2 separate regions of the Pan troglodytes genome follow, and region 2 is linked to region 1. Evidence: chromatin contacts called from public HiChIP or PLAC-seq data. All regions are on one chromosome and are shown on one strand. Each heading gives the region's core, a stretch centred on a gene start, on an enhancer-like site or on the middle of the called end of the contact. The rest is flanking DNA. Distances are from core to core; before and after follow the strand shown.

Region 1 (6,883 bases), core at 3,536-6,035:
GGATTACAAGCGTGAGCCACCGCGCCCGGCCCACACACTTTTATACAAACAGATATCATATGAACTCACTCGCCCCCAAGGGCATGGCACTAAGCCATTCATGAGGGATCTGCCCCTGTGATCCAAAAACTCTCACCCACGCAGCCGCACATCCAACAATGGGAATTACAACTGAACATGAAATTAGTGATGCACACCACATCACCCATATTCCCTGAGTGTAATTATAAAATAAAGGATATAGTATCTGTTCTCAAGGCCATTTGTGTGTGTGTCACCATTTTGGCATATTACTTATACGTCTTGTAAACCAGGCTTCATATGAGGTCCAGCATAGCACTGTGTTTCGAAAATATGTGTTGAATGAATTAGGTGGAATACAGGAGAAGATGAGTGGGCATAAAGCAAAGGCCTTCTTGAAAGGCATGTAACATTTCCCTTGGAGAATAGGGTCTTTGGAACAAGCAGGTGGGTGGAAAGAAAGTTGGCTTTTTCACACACACACACACACAAAAGCAAAGAATCAAAAATTATAGGCATGCTTGTAGGAAACAGGTAAACCTGTAATCCCATTAGCTGATCATATTTGTCCCTGTTAAAGCCATCAAAAAAGGAAAGTTTCTTGGGTTCTTACTTTTTGATTGCTTGGTCAGCTCTTAGTCTTTGCTTTGTTGCTCAGAATCCTGTTAATAGAAGAAATGAAAAGCAAAAGACAAAGAAGCAGGCAAGTGTGAATCCATTCATAGAATAAAGAACAAGGAAGGGAGTGAAGACGGGGACAGAGGTGGAAGGGCCCTCTGGGTCTGGATGTGGGCAGAAGGTCTTTGAAGAGTAGAGAGAGAAGATAGTGTTTTGGTAGAAGTCACTCTTAGGAGTGTGAAAGGGTTTGAAAGTGGAGAGTCACCTTGGGAGGCTTTGTAAAGGAAATTTACTTTGCACTAAAAATGATCTCTTCTTTATAGGGTTTTCTTGTGAGACCGAGTAAAGATTTAAATGGCTTTTGATGTTCATTTTCTATCAGACTGCTATTTCTTTGAACGTGGCATAGCCCCGAGCTCCAGCCATGTGGGACCCCAGTTGTATATGGGTCATATTCTGCTTCAGCTAGTGGATTGGGTGATAAAATCCACGGTTGCTCTTGTTCTGCAGGATGGTGAGTGAGGTATTGCCATAGCCACATAGCCCTAAGTAAGAGCACAGACATTACATAGAGGCTGCAATGTCTATAAATATGTGAAATAAGCATGGGTGCAAGTCAAAGTAGCCCATAGGTCTCTTAAAACTTCCTCTTTGGATAAACACAGACGATTTTCTCCAGCTTCCCAAACTTAACCAATGCTTAGTCACAATCTCTACCTAGATACCGATCCAAAGAGCAAATTATTCTAGGGTAAAACCAAAGGAACAGTATTCCTTGCCTTTATTTTTTTTCTATAGACCAATGGTAGAAATGTTACTCTGGATATAAAATTTATATAAAATACCAGCGTTCTTTTCCAGACTGGTTTAATGATTCCCATTAAAAAGATATTTGACTTGCAAACTATGCATTCAACAAAGGACTAATATCCAGAATCTATAAGTAGCTCAAACAAATGAGTAAGAAAAAACAAATAACCCCATCAAAAGTGGTCAAAGGACATGAATAGACAATTCTCAAAAGATGATATACAAATAGCTAACAAACATGAGAAAAATGGTCAACCTCAGTGATTATCAGGGAAATGCAAGTTAAAACCACAATGAGATACCACCTTACTCCTCCAAGAATGGTTATAATTAAAAAGTCAAAAAATAATAGATGTTGGTGTGGATGTGGTGTAAAGGGAACACTTTTACACTGCTGGTGGGAATGTAAACTAGTACAATGACTAGGGAAAATGGTGTGGAGACTCCTTAAAGAACTAAAAATAGAACTACCATTCAATCCAGCAATCCCACTACTGATTATCTACCCAGAGGAAAATAAGTCATTTTTTGAAGACGACACTTCCACACACATCTTCATAGCAGCACAATTTGCAATTGCAAAAATATTATCAATCTAAATGTCTATCAACCAACCAATGGATGAAGAAAATGTGTTATACATACACCATGGAATACTACTCAGCCATAAAACAGAATGAAATAATGACTTTTGCAGCAACCTGGATGGAGCTAGAGGCCATTATTCTAAGTAAAGTAACTCAGGAATGGAAAACCAAATATCAAATGTTATCAGCTATGAGGATGTAAAGGCATAAGAATAATATAATGGACTTTGCGGACTATAAAAAAATAAAAAATAAAAAAATAATTCCCTAGTGGGCTATTTTTTAGAGGACACAAATTCCTGCTTCTGATGTATAAATCCAGTCTTCTTGCAGGTTTCTGAGCTTGTTGCTCTTTTGTGGTATGCTTTTCACTTTTGTTAAAAAACTCTTACCACACATACCATAATTAGGTATGGTAGGAGGGTGAGGGATAAAATACTACATATTGGGTACACTGCCCAGGTGACAGGTGCACCAAAATCTCAGTATTCACCACTAAAGAACTTATCCATGTAACTAGAAACCACCTGTACCCCCCAAATTATTGAAATTCAAATTATTTTTAAAAAGATATTTGGGTAAAGTATGTTGTCAGAGAACCTCTGCTGAAACCTTTGCCTATCCTTGGAAAAGCCCCCAAGTTGTAAAGAAGTATATATCGTGCTCCAGCTCCTCCAAATGTAAAAAAAAATCAGCCATTCCTATATAATTGTGACCACGTGTTCATATTTTCAACTTGTTTTAATTGTAGCAAGTAAGAAAACTTGACATTCTCTAGTTTTTCAAAGGAAAGGTGACGTATACATGCTTCCTAATAGGAGATCATAACCACTTTTAAAAACACATCAGCCAAATATATGGAAGAAATTGCTTTATGGTAACACAAGGAAGAAGGATCTTTAAAAATAATTCCTGGCTGGGCACGGTGGCTCACACCTGTAATCCCAGCACTTTAGGAAGCCGAGGTGGGCAGATCACGAGGTCAGGAGATAGAGATCATCCTGGCTAACATGGTGAAACCCCGTCTCTACTAAAAATACAAAAAAAAATTAGCAGTGCATGATGGTGGGCACCTGTAGTGCCAGCTACTTGGGAGGCTGAGGCAGGAGAATGGCATGAACCCGGGAGGCGGAGCTTGCAGTGAGCCGAGATCGTGCCACTGCACTCTAGCCTGGGTGACAGAGTGAGACTCCGTCTCAAAAAAAATAAAAAATAAATAAATAAATAAAAATAAAAAATAATAAAAAATAATTCTCTAGTGGGCCATTTTTTAGAGGACACAAATTCCTGCTTCTGATGTACAAATCCAGTATTCTTGCAGGTTTCTGAGCTTGCTGCTCTTTTGTGGCTAAGCTTTTCACTTTTGTTAAAAGACACTTACCACACATACCATAATTAGAAGTTTGGAGTTGTATATTTGGGGTAATCTCAGACAGCTACATTAGACTGGCCTCAGCTTTTCAGGAAAAAATTCATTTTGAGTTAATTTATTATTGGACATTAAGGCTATTTCAATTTGCTACCAAATCTTCACTTCACTTTACCATTAAATGTGACTTTTAAAATGTGCAGAAAGCATTTACCATGTTTTCTCTGTTTATACGAGACTAGGTGGCTACACATGATGTTAACAATAATTATACCAGAGAAGTAGAATTACAGACCATTTTAATTGTCTCATCTTGTACAATAGCAAGAAGCCTAATAAGAAAAAAGTTAAATGTTAATATTTCTTTAATAAAGAATAAAAATAAACCATTTTCTTAGTATTCCTAAGCTTTCAGAGGAGATGGAGTGCATATTTCTCTGGCATCAATTACACATGTTCTAGATTGTTTATTAAAGGATTAGAAGAGAAAATTCAACAAAAAGAGAAAAGAATGAGGATGAAAAGAAATTATGTATGGAGGCTGGGTGTAGTGGCTCACATCTGTAATCCCAGCAATTTGGGAGACTGAGATGGGCAGATCACTTGAGGTTAGGAGTTCGAGACCGGCATGGTCAACATGGTGAAACCCTGTCTCTACTAAAAATACAAAAATTAGCTGAGTGTGGTGACACACACCTGTAATCCTAGCTACTCAGGAGGCTGAGGCAAGAGAATCGCTTGAATCCAGGAGGCCGAGTTTGCAGTGAGCTGAGATTGCGTCACTGCACTCTAGCCTGGGTGACAGAGCGAGACTCCATTTCAAAAAAATAAAACAAAATAAAATTGTGTATGGAGACATACAAAAACTGAATATATAAGTAGGTCTGAAAATATTGAGAGCATCTTAAACTGGGTTTATACAATTATTTGAACAATTCAGGTCAAAAGCCACACTTAAAAATAAAAGCAACACCTGTCAATTCAAAGCAAAAGTATTTTATTTGTATCAGTTTCTACTTCCTATAAATGTAAAATTAGCCCAAAGGGTTAGAAAAAAAAGAAAAAAACAGAACTGTTCTCATTCTCCCAGACTCTTCCTCACAATGTGAACACATCAGAGATTAAAATAACACAGAATAAGGTTGGAGTTTCAATAGGCATTATCCTGAGAAATCAAGGGAAGGCTGAGAGTGGGTGGTCGGTGAATAGATATTAAGAATAAAATCTCCTCTTCTTGTTTGCATGACTTGTGTGTGGAACTATGCCCACCCTTTGCTTTGCTTTGCTTTGGCAGGGAAGCAGAGTTCTGACTTGGCTCTGTGACATTCCATGACATACGCCTCAAAGCTGTGAGACATAGCGGGAAAATGTCACTGTGTAAGGGCAGTCTGTCTCAGGGCAATGCAACATGGCCATCTGAGGCACTGCTTGGTGGTCGAGTGATTCATCAGAATACAGACACTGAACACTATTGATTTGAGGACAAGGCATGGCAGAGATCAGTGAGATTCTGAGCAAGAATGGGGAATTACAGGGCATACTCAAATGACAAAGGAAAATCTAGGACAGCAGTCTATATGTGCAGGCAACGGAGGTGATGACAATGTGTTGATAGCAATATTTTGTTAATATCTGGGAGTTGTTAATAAAGGGTGCTTCCTGGAGCAACCAGAACAAGTACCTGCCTAAATGGAGTCAACTAATATGCTTACTAAAAGGTTTTCGAGCTAAATGGCAAATTGCTTCAGAGCAGGCAAAATGCTCCATTTAAGATTCATAACTGGAAGGCACTTTATCTACCTAATGATCAGAAGGATGCTGATTATTAGAAATGCCTGCATTAAAGACAGGGAAGCACATTTGCATTCAGCTCAGAGTGCAGGTAGAGGGAAAATAATAAGAATTCTCTTAAGATACAGATCTTAAGTTCTTTACTTCATTTGTGTTAATGCCTCTCCTGGAGTCCAGCCTCACATAAAGTGAGTGGAAAATAATAACCCCAGATGGGTGCTGGCCACTGTATCCTACTGCACAGAGAACCAAATGATTCTGGCAGCAGCAGCAGACCATCACACGCAAAACTTCTCTCACCAGCAAACCCACACACATGCGAACACCCAGCAGAGCAGCACAGACAACTGTTCTAGCCACAGTGCCACTGTGAAGGGTTTGCAAATCAGGATGGGCAGGATTAAAAGAGAGCCAGTGTAGAGATTTTATATCTGTAGGAAAACAAAAACAAGATGAATGTTTCATCAAGCTCATATGGTGTCTGAACAGAAGAATAATGTGAGATACTGAAATAGAAAAGGAAAACCAAATGTTGTGCTATTCAAAGTGAAGAATTAAGGGACACTCCAAGACACAAGAATTAAGGGACGCTCCTCGCCCCTTAGTTTCCTTCAATTATCCATACAGTTGGATGAAGAAGAGGAGGTAAGGAAGAAGTGAGGCTGGTATTTGGGATCTGAATTATTGAGCTATCACTTCACTTTCTGTAATTCATTCTGAATACATATACTTAGTCTTATTTTCTAAAATACCTTAAAATAGCAGCTTTTAATACTCTTAATAGCACATGTCAAGAGGAGCTTTTTTTTCTTTTTAACTTGAACAGAACAGTGGGCATTATTACTTCACACACGGTAGATACTCAGCAACCCTTACTCTGTGTCTCCAACTTCCATCCTTGCCATGATTATACTTTCCGTAGACACTGAGACTTGAGGTAGGAAGACCAGGTAGAAGTCCCTTGTACAACTGTCCAGCAGGCAGTAATAAAGGGTTCACAGTAGAGTGCTGGGAAATGTGTGTTGACCAGATACATTTCAAAGTGAATTAATAGCATTTGTTGACCAACTAAATTTCAGGAGGAAAGAGAAGTAGCTGAAGAGGAGGCTGATTTCTCTAGGTCGGATGGCCAAGTGGATGGAGGGACCATTATTGGCTGGGGACGCAGGTCTGCAGGTCATCCTGAAGAACATCAATCATGTTCCTGGCAGGGAGGCCCTCGGGGGGAACTGGACCACGTGGGACTGTTTACTCTGCTTTTTAATTTTCTCTCTTCTTCCTTAGCTGTCAAGCTGTCAGCTGTCACTTCTTGCTACTGTCAGTTCTAAGCCCTTCCTTTTTTACTTCCTAATTTGCTGCTTCTGGAAAGCCTGAGAGGCAGGGCTGCTAGAAATATATGTAAAGCAAGAGTCTATGGAGGCTAAGTAATGGTCCAAGGACCATTGACTATTATAAAGTACAGGGCTTCATGATTACTGTTTCAACTGCTCAATTTAAATGGATTAGGTCTTCAGAGATCTGGCACTCAGATAGCTAGGGAGGTATTGATTTCTATTTGTGTAGCAACTTTGAGAATAAAATTGTTCTTCAAGTCATCCGATGATTCTTAATTTTTAAGGTAAGATTTTAAATTGGCTGCTACATAATAAATCATAGCTAGCACTTATTGGGCACTTAGTAGTTGTCA
Region 2 (7,489 bases), core at 4,369-6,868, 190 kb before region 1:
AATTTTGTGTGTTAGATTATCGGGATCAAGAATAATTAAAATGTATGAAATGTGACAGATTCCTAAGATGATAGGGAAAAAGGAAGGCCCCTTTTCTGAATTTAAATTGTACCAAATTATTTTTCACAAGATTTAGAAATGTCCATGGATAAGAAGCGTTTATGATATGGAATCTTCACAAATGGACAAGACAGAAGGCTTGAGGGGGTGCTTGTCCTTATGTTATCATGAACAGTTTTATCATTTATATTTGCAGCTCTCCTTCCTGTTGCCTTCTTTGGAAACCAAGTGGAGAATAATATTGATTTAACACCTACTATATGCTAGGTACTCTACACAGTACTTTATATATCTCAGTTCATCTAATCTTACCGAAGCCTTTGATAAAGAGATGTCTCCATTTTATAGATGGTGAAACTGAGGCTTAGAGGTGAGGTAGCTGTCATCTGCTAGGTCATGCTGCTAGGAGGTAATTGGGCCAGATGTGAATTCAGGTCTTTTTTGTTGGAGTTTTTCAATGACAATACTCTGCCCGTTGCAGGAGGCAGATTATCAGTATGGATTAGAAATTGGCTAGAAACTGTTGAGGATAACTCTTTTGAGCATTTCTTTTTTATGAATGCAGCTATGCATCTTTACCTACATTGTAGAAGCTTCACATGTTTCAAATATTTATTTTCTGTATGGTTACATGGGTTGCCTGTTGTTGCTTGAAAGTTAATTAAAATTTACAATATTTTCTTTTTCTTTGTTCTGAGGTAAAACAGATGCAACTTTGATCTCTAATACTCATTTAGGACTATCATAGTTTTTTAAATGTTAAACATTCCTTTGTTTAAAGGCATTACGTGTTTAATAGATTGTATTTTGTTTTGTTTAATGTTTTTACATAGCACAAATTAAAATGGACAGCTATGGCAGACATTACTGGGGTCCTCCATTGTCTGTTTTCCCTGTTCTTTGTGAGCATGCAGTTCCCAGCCTCCTTGCAGCTGGGTGAGGTCATGAGACTAGTTTGACCACTAGAAGTGATATCATTCATCTCCAGGCTGAGGCACCTAAAAGCCTCTTCAGTTCTCTCTTCTGCTGTTGTTGTAACTTGGAAATTATTCACTGAGATCACAGAGGCACAAGAAGGAAGCAGAGTAGATCCCTGAGTCGCTACTTAGAATGGAGTACCTGGAAAACCTCTGGGCCTCCAACCAACTTTGCCTGAGAGAGAAATCAAACTTTCTTGTGTTAAGCCATTGACATCTGGGATCGTATGTTACTGCATCATCACCTATGCTAGACCAACTTACATGACAATTCTTTGTCAGCCTCCTCTCCCACATTTACTTTATTAGACTTTGAAATCTAAATATCAGGATTACTCTTGAGTAAAATATTTAAAAGCACGCACACACAGAAATGCACACATTTGAAAAGGGAAAACTCATTAGATGAGTGGTTTGAAACTTTGGTAATATCCCTTACAACAATTAGAATTTCCCAATAGCAGGGCCAGAAGGTAGTAATCTAAATGAGCTAGGATGAGTGATGTCTGTCTTTTTAAAGTTCTCCAAAAACTGAAACACTGCCATTTCCTTGAGTGACCCATGTCAGTTCTTATCTCAATATTCAGAAGTCTTCCTTAGGTCCAAGAAAGATTTTAAATGACCTAAAGAGGAATTGAGGACCCTCTTTAGGTCGTTTCAATCCATTCCTTCTTATTTTATACCTGTAGAAACAGAGATTTAAAACTTGTTCATTGCAGCCTTCCTCATTACAGCTCTTCATCTAGGAGGCTACCACCCTTCCTGTCACTTACCCTTCCCTTCTGTAACCTGACCAGTAGAGATGTACTTGACCTTTCCCTGTAATCCTCTAACAAGATGCTGCCTAAAGCTGTCTAGAATGGAAAGATGATTTGATTATCCAGCATGCATGGAGCTGTCTCTTTGTTATTACCTGCCAGTGTCATGTTGGTGCTATTTTGCTGTCTTGTGTCCATGCAGACGTCTCTTAATTATGCATTTGTGTTCATAATTTTCCTTCCTACTCATGTTCTTGTTCCTGCCTGGAACACCTCTAGCAGAAGGTGAATTTGACTAACGTCAAATTTTTGCAGCCTTTTTGTACTTCTGGATTTTGTGTCATGCTTAGTAAGGCCTTCCCCCACTATAAAATTGTTTTTTAATTCCAAAAAAGTAAAAGTGTTTTTGACCTTGGGCCTGACCCAGATCATACTTTTCCTGGTTCCTGATCACCTCTGCCATAATTAATTTTGTCTTCCTTGTCCTTTTTCCTATATACTATACGCAATTATGGTCATTTGTATAAATATCCTATCATTCTACCTAAACAGAAAGTTCTGAAGGTCGACAGTTGCATCCTTGTCTCCTGACAAGAGTGTCCTCCGCTTCACAAATCCCTAATAAACATTTGGTTGAGTTTCTCATATGTATTACCTGTTCTTCCCTGCCTTTACTCGCATGAAGTTTGCTGTCATGAATGTGGAATTTCACTGTTTTTTAGAAAAACAATGAGTTTTGTTCCTATTTACTAGGTCTCTGAAATTTTTAAAGTAGTTTTTTCTCACTTTTTCTAATACCTACCAGTATAATTTGTAAAAAAAAAAAAAAACCTCATTAGAGTGGTCTCCAGGATGAAAATAATGACCACAGGGAATTAACAATCTGTGGATTTTGTAATTTTAATATTCTGTGTAAGTGTGATGCATAGATATCCAGCTTCCTCATCACCAAGCTGAGCTCACAGAGCGTGTGCTGGCAAAAGGACTTGGGCAGCATGCTTTTGTGCCATCCCTCTCTTGAATGCAATTAGGCCTTTGAGGACTCTGCATGCCTCCTACCATAACACACACCCCATTCTACTCTAATTGCCTACTTAATTGTCTTCTCTCTGATTGCCAAGCTCTTTTAAGGCAGGATCCCTGTGTATCTTGGTCACCATGTTGTCTCCAGACCCTAGCACAGTGACTGGCAAATAGTAGGAGCTTATGTAATGAGTGAATGGATATATGAATGAATGGGTGAAGCATGTATTCATCTCAAAAATATAGTTGTCTTGTCCTGGTGTATAGTTTCAGAAGAGGGAGCCCACCTCTTGGTCATTTTTACTCCTTTATTTCCTAGATTCATAGCAATTCAAAGCATTTGTATTGTATCATATGGAAAATGGCATATCAGTGGCTCACCCACATTAGATAGAACTTTGAGATATGCTCTAGGAATAAAGATAATTTTGCAGTCTTCCCTTTACCGCTTTCTCCCCACCTTTTGAATTTTGACTGGTTACTTAACTAATTTGCGCTGAAGTTAATGGTGGAAGCATGATTGTTTCTATTAATATTACCAATAGCTAACACTTATTGAGTGTTTGCTATGTAACAGGCTCAGTGTTAAATGTTTCACATTAATTCTCATTGGATTCTCCCAACGGCCCCATGAAGGTAGGCACTATCATTATGCCCTAGGTTACATGTAAGGACCTCAGGCCTCAAGTCATAGACCTAGCAAGTGTCAGAGCCAGAGTCTGACCCCAGGCAATCCATTTTAGACTCCATGTTATGATGTTAATTCTTATGAAGTTGGTAGTGATGTGTCACATCTGTTCCAAGTGAAGAGTAATCTCTTGCTATGTTTCAGCTGTCTTCTTTATCTCATTGTTGATCACCTGTGAATTGCCTCTTGTATGACCATGCTGAGCATGAGTAGATGAGAGAGTAGTGTACCCATTTTTAAGAAACTGAGGCATGGTAAGTTGAAGTGACTTGTTCGTGGCCACACTGGGTTAGAATGTCACTGCTTCCACTTGGCTACTGGGGGCCCCAAACTGTTAGACTTGTTAATTGACTTTTTGAAGGATATTGAGGTCTGGGGAGATCATCTGCCTCCCTACACGCTCTGAGTTCTGTGTGATGGAAACTGAAGGCTGAGTGTTATTCATTTGCTTGTATTTTATTTCTCTTACTGAGACGTTATTCCAGGTCTCATGATTTTCACCATGAAAGGTCTTCTGGGAACTAGAGAGAAGCATTCTGAAAGAAGTTATTAAGCATTATTAATACAATTACGTACAACAAAAGACATAATTTAACTTCCCCACATCCAACAAAGAAATTCATTTGAAGCTTCAGCTTCCACTGCAGCTGGAAGGGCAGAGCTCATCACAGTGGGTTCCCCAGGCGGGGGAGTGTGGGCAAGGAGCCGTGCTAGTTGCTTTGTCCTTTGGGACACTTCTGTGCATGATGGAATATTCCTCACTCCCAGCCTCCCCAACCTTTCCCTCACCCTTCACTTTCGCTCACAGTGGTTCCTTATCACAGGCACAGAGTCCAGAATATTGCCTGGCTCTTGCCTCTCTCCTGGCCCGGGATACTGCACAGGCAGCATTGAAGGAATATATGATTTTAAACAATTAAAGATGACCATGGAAATACTCAGATGCTAGGAACAGTGATCAGCCTAGTAGATAGTATGCCTCGGTGAATTTTTCTAACTTCATTCAAACTATCAGAAATAGCTATTGAGTATGTGATATTGTGTTAATCTTCACCATAGTTCTATTCAATATTTTACTTTCTTTAATTGCAGTAGCCCATAAGGCCCTTGAAAGCAGAGACTGTGTTTATACCTAGTCTTTAGAGCTGTGCATGGCATAGAGTATGTGCTTAGTAAATATTTATTGAATGAGTGAATGGTACAGTTGAGGTTATTGAAGATCCCACAAGTTAAGTTACTTGCCTAAGATCACACTGCTAGCAGGAAGGAAAGGCAGGATTTGAACACAGGGCTCTCCAAATGTATAGATTCCTTTCTTCCAGATTGCTTGGTTAGGCCGCCTAGTGGTGTATAAAAATGGAGATCAGAGACCCCAAATGTATTCAACAAAAGCTCTATCTGAGGTCTAGGAAATGTGGATTCTGACCCATCCTTGCTGAAATCCTGGTGTGACTTTACAAAAGTCCTTTCTCCAGTTGTCTCCATTTTCTAATCTGTAAAATGAGGAGACGGAAGCAATGCTCTCTGAGGGTCTCAGGGTCTTCAGATGCCCTGGGAAGGTTTATGCTTTGTCTTCTTCTGCAGTTGGAATTGGGGTAAGGGGTTAAAGGGCAGCTGACTAACTCACCACCCAAGCACGTGAGGAAAGGAGTCACTTGTGCTTTATTTCAAGGTGCACAAAAACTCAAAGGTGACATAGTCTTAGGCCAAAAAACAAGCAACACCCGAAAATGAAAGTTGAAGAGAGAAGAGAAAGAAAAAAAAAAAAAAAAGGAGAGGCATTTGAAGGCTTGACACAGCATTTAATTAAAAAAGAGTGCTCTGATTCCACTCCTAGGTTGGTGCAGCATGTAATCTGAAACAGGCACTCAGGTTGATAATTGTGCCCAGATCTGAACCTTGGCACATAAGAGCACAGCTTTTAAGAAGAAAAAAAATAGGCATGTGTCTTTAAAGCCTCTCTTCTTATATGTGATTTTTTTCATGCTCATTTGGAGGCTACGTAGCTGGGCCTTTGCATCCAGCAAAGGCTTCCTTCCCCTCTCCCTGGCTTGGGGATTATTGATTTGGAAGGCAAGGCTAATTTACATGTAAATAAATCTCAGCACTGGGCAGCAGGATGGGACGTCCAGATGCCGTGACTGACTTGCTGACATCACAGCTTCATTAGCATGCGGAGGATGCAAGCACTGCAACAGCGACTTCTCAGGCACCACCAGCAGCGCCACCGAGAGTTATTATTATTTTTTGACCAAGCAGCACATTTCCTGGTTCAGTGGCTTGAGCTCTGTGAGCAGCTGACTAGTCACCCCGGGTCTGGCTCAGGATCAGCTGGTGACGCTGGGCTGGAGTCTATGACTTCTTCCTTCAGATTGTCATGAAGAAGGGGAGTTAAGAGGAAACTGGGGGTCCTCCGGAAGGCGATCTGAGCACTCAGGCTGATCTAGAGGAAGAGTAGAAGTCATACTTTTTTTCTCCTGCTTGGTGAATTCCCCAGCAGAGTCTGGATCCAGCAGTGCTGTTTTCCCTGAGGGAATGTGGAGCAGCTCGGCTTGAGTCTGTTGCCAGCTTCAGGAAGGGTTCAGACTGAAAAGGGGGTTTGAGGAGAAGATGCTTTGGCTGCCTGAGGTCCTGCTTGCGTTCTTAGAAGTCAGATCCAGGGAGAAAGTGAACTGGGACAATTAACAAGCTCCAAGGGTCTGGCAGAAGCTTCCTCCGAGACTGGGCATTTCATCCTCCCTGGAGGTGGGTAAGAAATTTGCTCTAATTCACAAATTAAACAGCAGTATGTTTTCTAAGGAGGATGAGAAAGCCAGATCTAGGGCCTTTGCATTGGGGGAGGATATTGGGTCTTCGTTTTCTTGGCCAGGTAGCATTTTTGGTGGCCCTGCGACCCCTTTTGCCTTTTCTATGCTTATTAGAAAGCTCGATTACAAAGTGTTATGTCACAGCTCTAGGGAGTCTTGAAGAAACGCTTAAATCTTGATGCTTAAGAAGAAGCAGCGTTTCTCTAAAAGTGTAGCTGTCTTTAAAAAACCATAATAATATGGGGAAAGGGGCTAACAGACCAAATACCTGAGAGTGTTCATGCACAGTAGTCATTTCAACACATGATGTCAGAAACCATTAGGGGATCTGAGGAACAAGGACCCAGCTGAGACTTCCAGGTAAAGAAATGGCTTTCAAATTATTTAGGTTTAATTGTAGACACTGCTTTCAGATTAGAAATGGTGACAGAGTTTCAGAATATGACTGCATAGCCTGGCTGAACACACGATTCGGTTTGCCCTCTATGCTGGGTTTCTTGAGGGAGTGATCATAGTTAGTTCTCCTCACTCTTGGCTTCTCGAAAACCAATCATAGCATTACTAATTTGCCATGGGGGTCTTGCAATGAAATACAGATTTTTAATCCCATGGTTTTTTGTTATGCGGTCTTGGACTATGCTGGGGTCCAGTGGGACTTTTATGAATCATAAATAATCCAGGCTGGGCCAAATCACACTGAGGTTAGCGATCCATACCAGATGTGATGCCATCCGCTGGTCCAAATGTGGCTCTTGTCTAACTTAGGCACATAGATTATTTCCCCAGTGAGAGAGTTCTGCTTCCCATATCAATGCATGTATGAGCACAGTCAGGGGAGGGCTCCAGTGTGCCATGAATATGTAGACATAGACTGCCGTGTACTGAATCTGCAGCTGGGTAAGGCTGTGATTTGCTTTGGCTGCACATCTCTTCCCAAAGACTGTTTTAAACCATCTCAGTGAGACTTAAACTAAATGAAGCAGCCTTGCCTCTTTGCTAGAGGCCAAATTGGCTGCTGTAATCCTGCTCCTCAGAAGGCTTACTGCCTGCTGATGGCTTTCACAGATGGGTCAGGATGAGTGTCCCCAAGGGCTCCAGAGTAAGTCACAACTTTGACATAATTACCATATTTTGGAAATTTGGATTTTAATGCCTCGAGTGCTTATAAAGGTTTTG

Evidence for each region. HiChIP or PLAC-seq counts read pairs in DNA pulled down with a chosen protein or histone mark.
Region 2: a contact with region 1 is called in an H3K4me3 HiChIP or PLAC-seq map of stem cell-derived excitatory neurons, with 9 times the contacts expected there. The contact joins two enhancer-like sites. A contact is called at or near these places in 2 of 7 Hi-C or Micro-C datasets (blood and stem cell-derived neural progenitor cells) and 1 of 1 datasets of contacts at active chromatin or transcription factors (stem cell-derived excitatory neurons).

The regions. Positions count from the first base shown.
Region 1 is chr2:68,008,688-68,015,570 of NHGRI_mPanTro3-v2.0_pri, reverse strand. No RefSeq gene overlaps it. Among named protein-coding and RNA genes, the nearest start is that of PSMD6, 18 kb to the right of the region's middle. Within about 2 kb of position 4,785, at least 4 of the 24 cell types and tissues checked have an H3K27ac peak or open chromatin away from gene starts, as enhancers often do. A contact at or near this core is called in stem cell-derived excitatory neurons and stem cell-derived neural progenitor cells, where this site is marked.
Region 2 is chr2:68,194,005-68,201,493 of NHGRI_mPanTro3-v2.0_pri, reverse strand. The region is part of intron 2 of PRICKLE2 (prickle planar cell polarity protein 2); the gene reads left to right. Among named protein-coding and RNA genes, the nearest start is that of PSMD6, 200 kb to the right of the region's middle. Within about 2 kb of position 5,618, at least 17 of the 24 cell types and tissues checked have an H3K27ac peak or open chromatin away from gene starts, as enhancers often do. A contact at or near this core is called in stem cell-derived excitatory neurons and stem cell-derived neural progenitor cells, where this site is marked.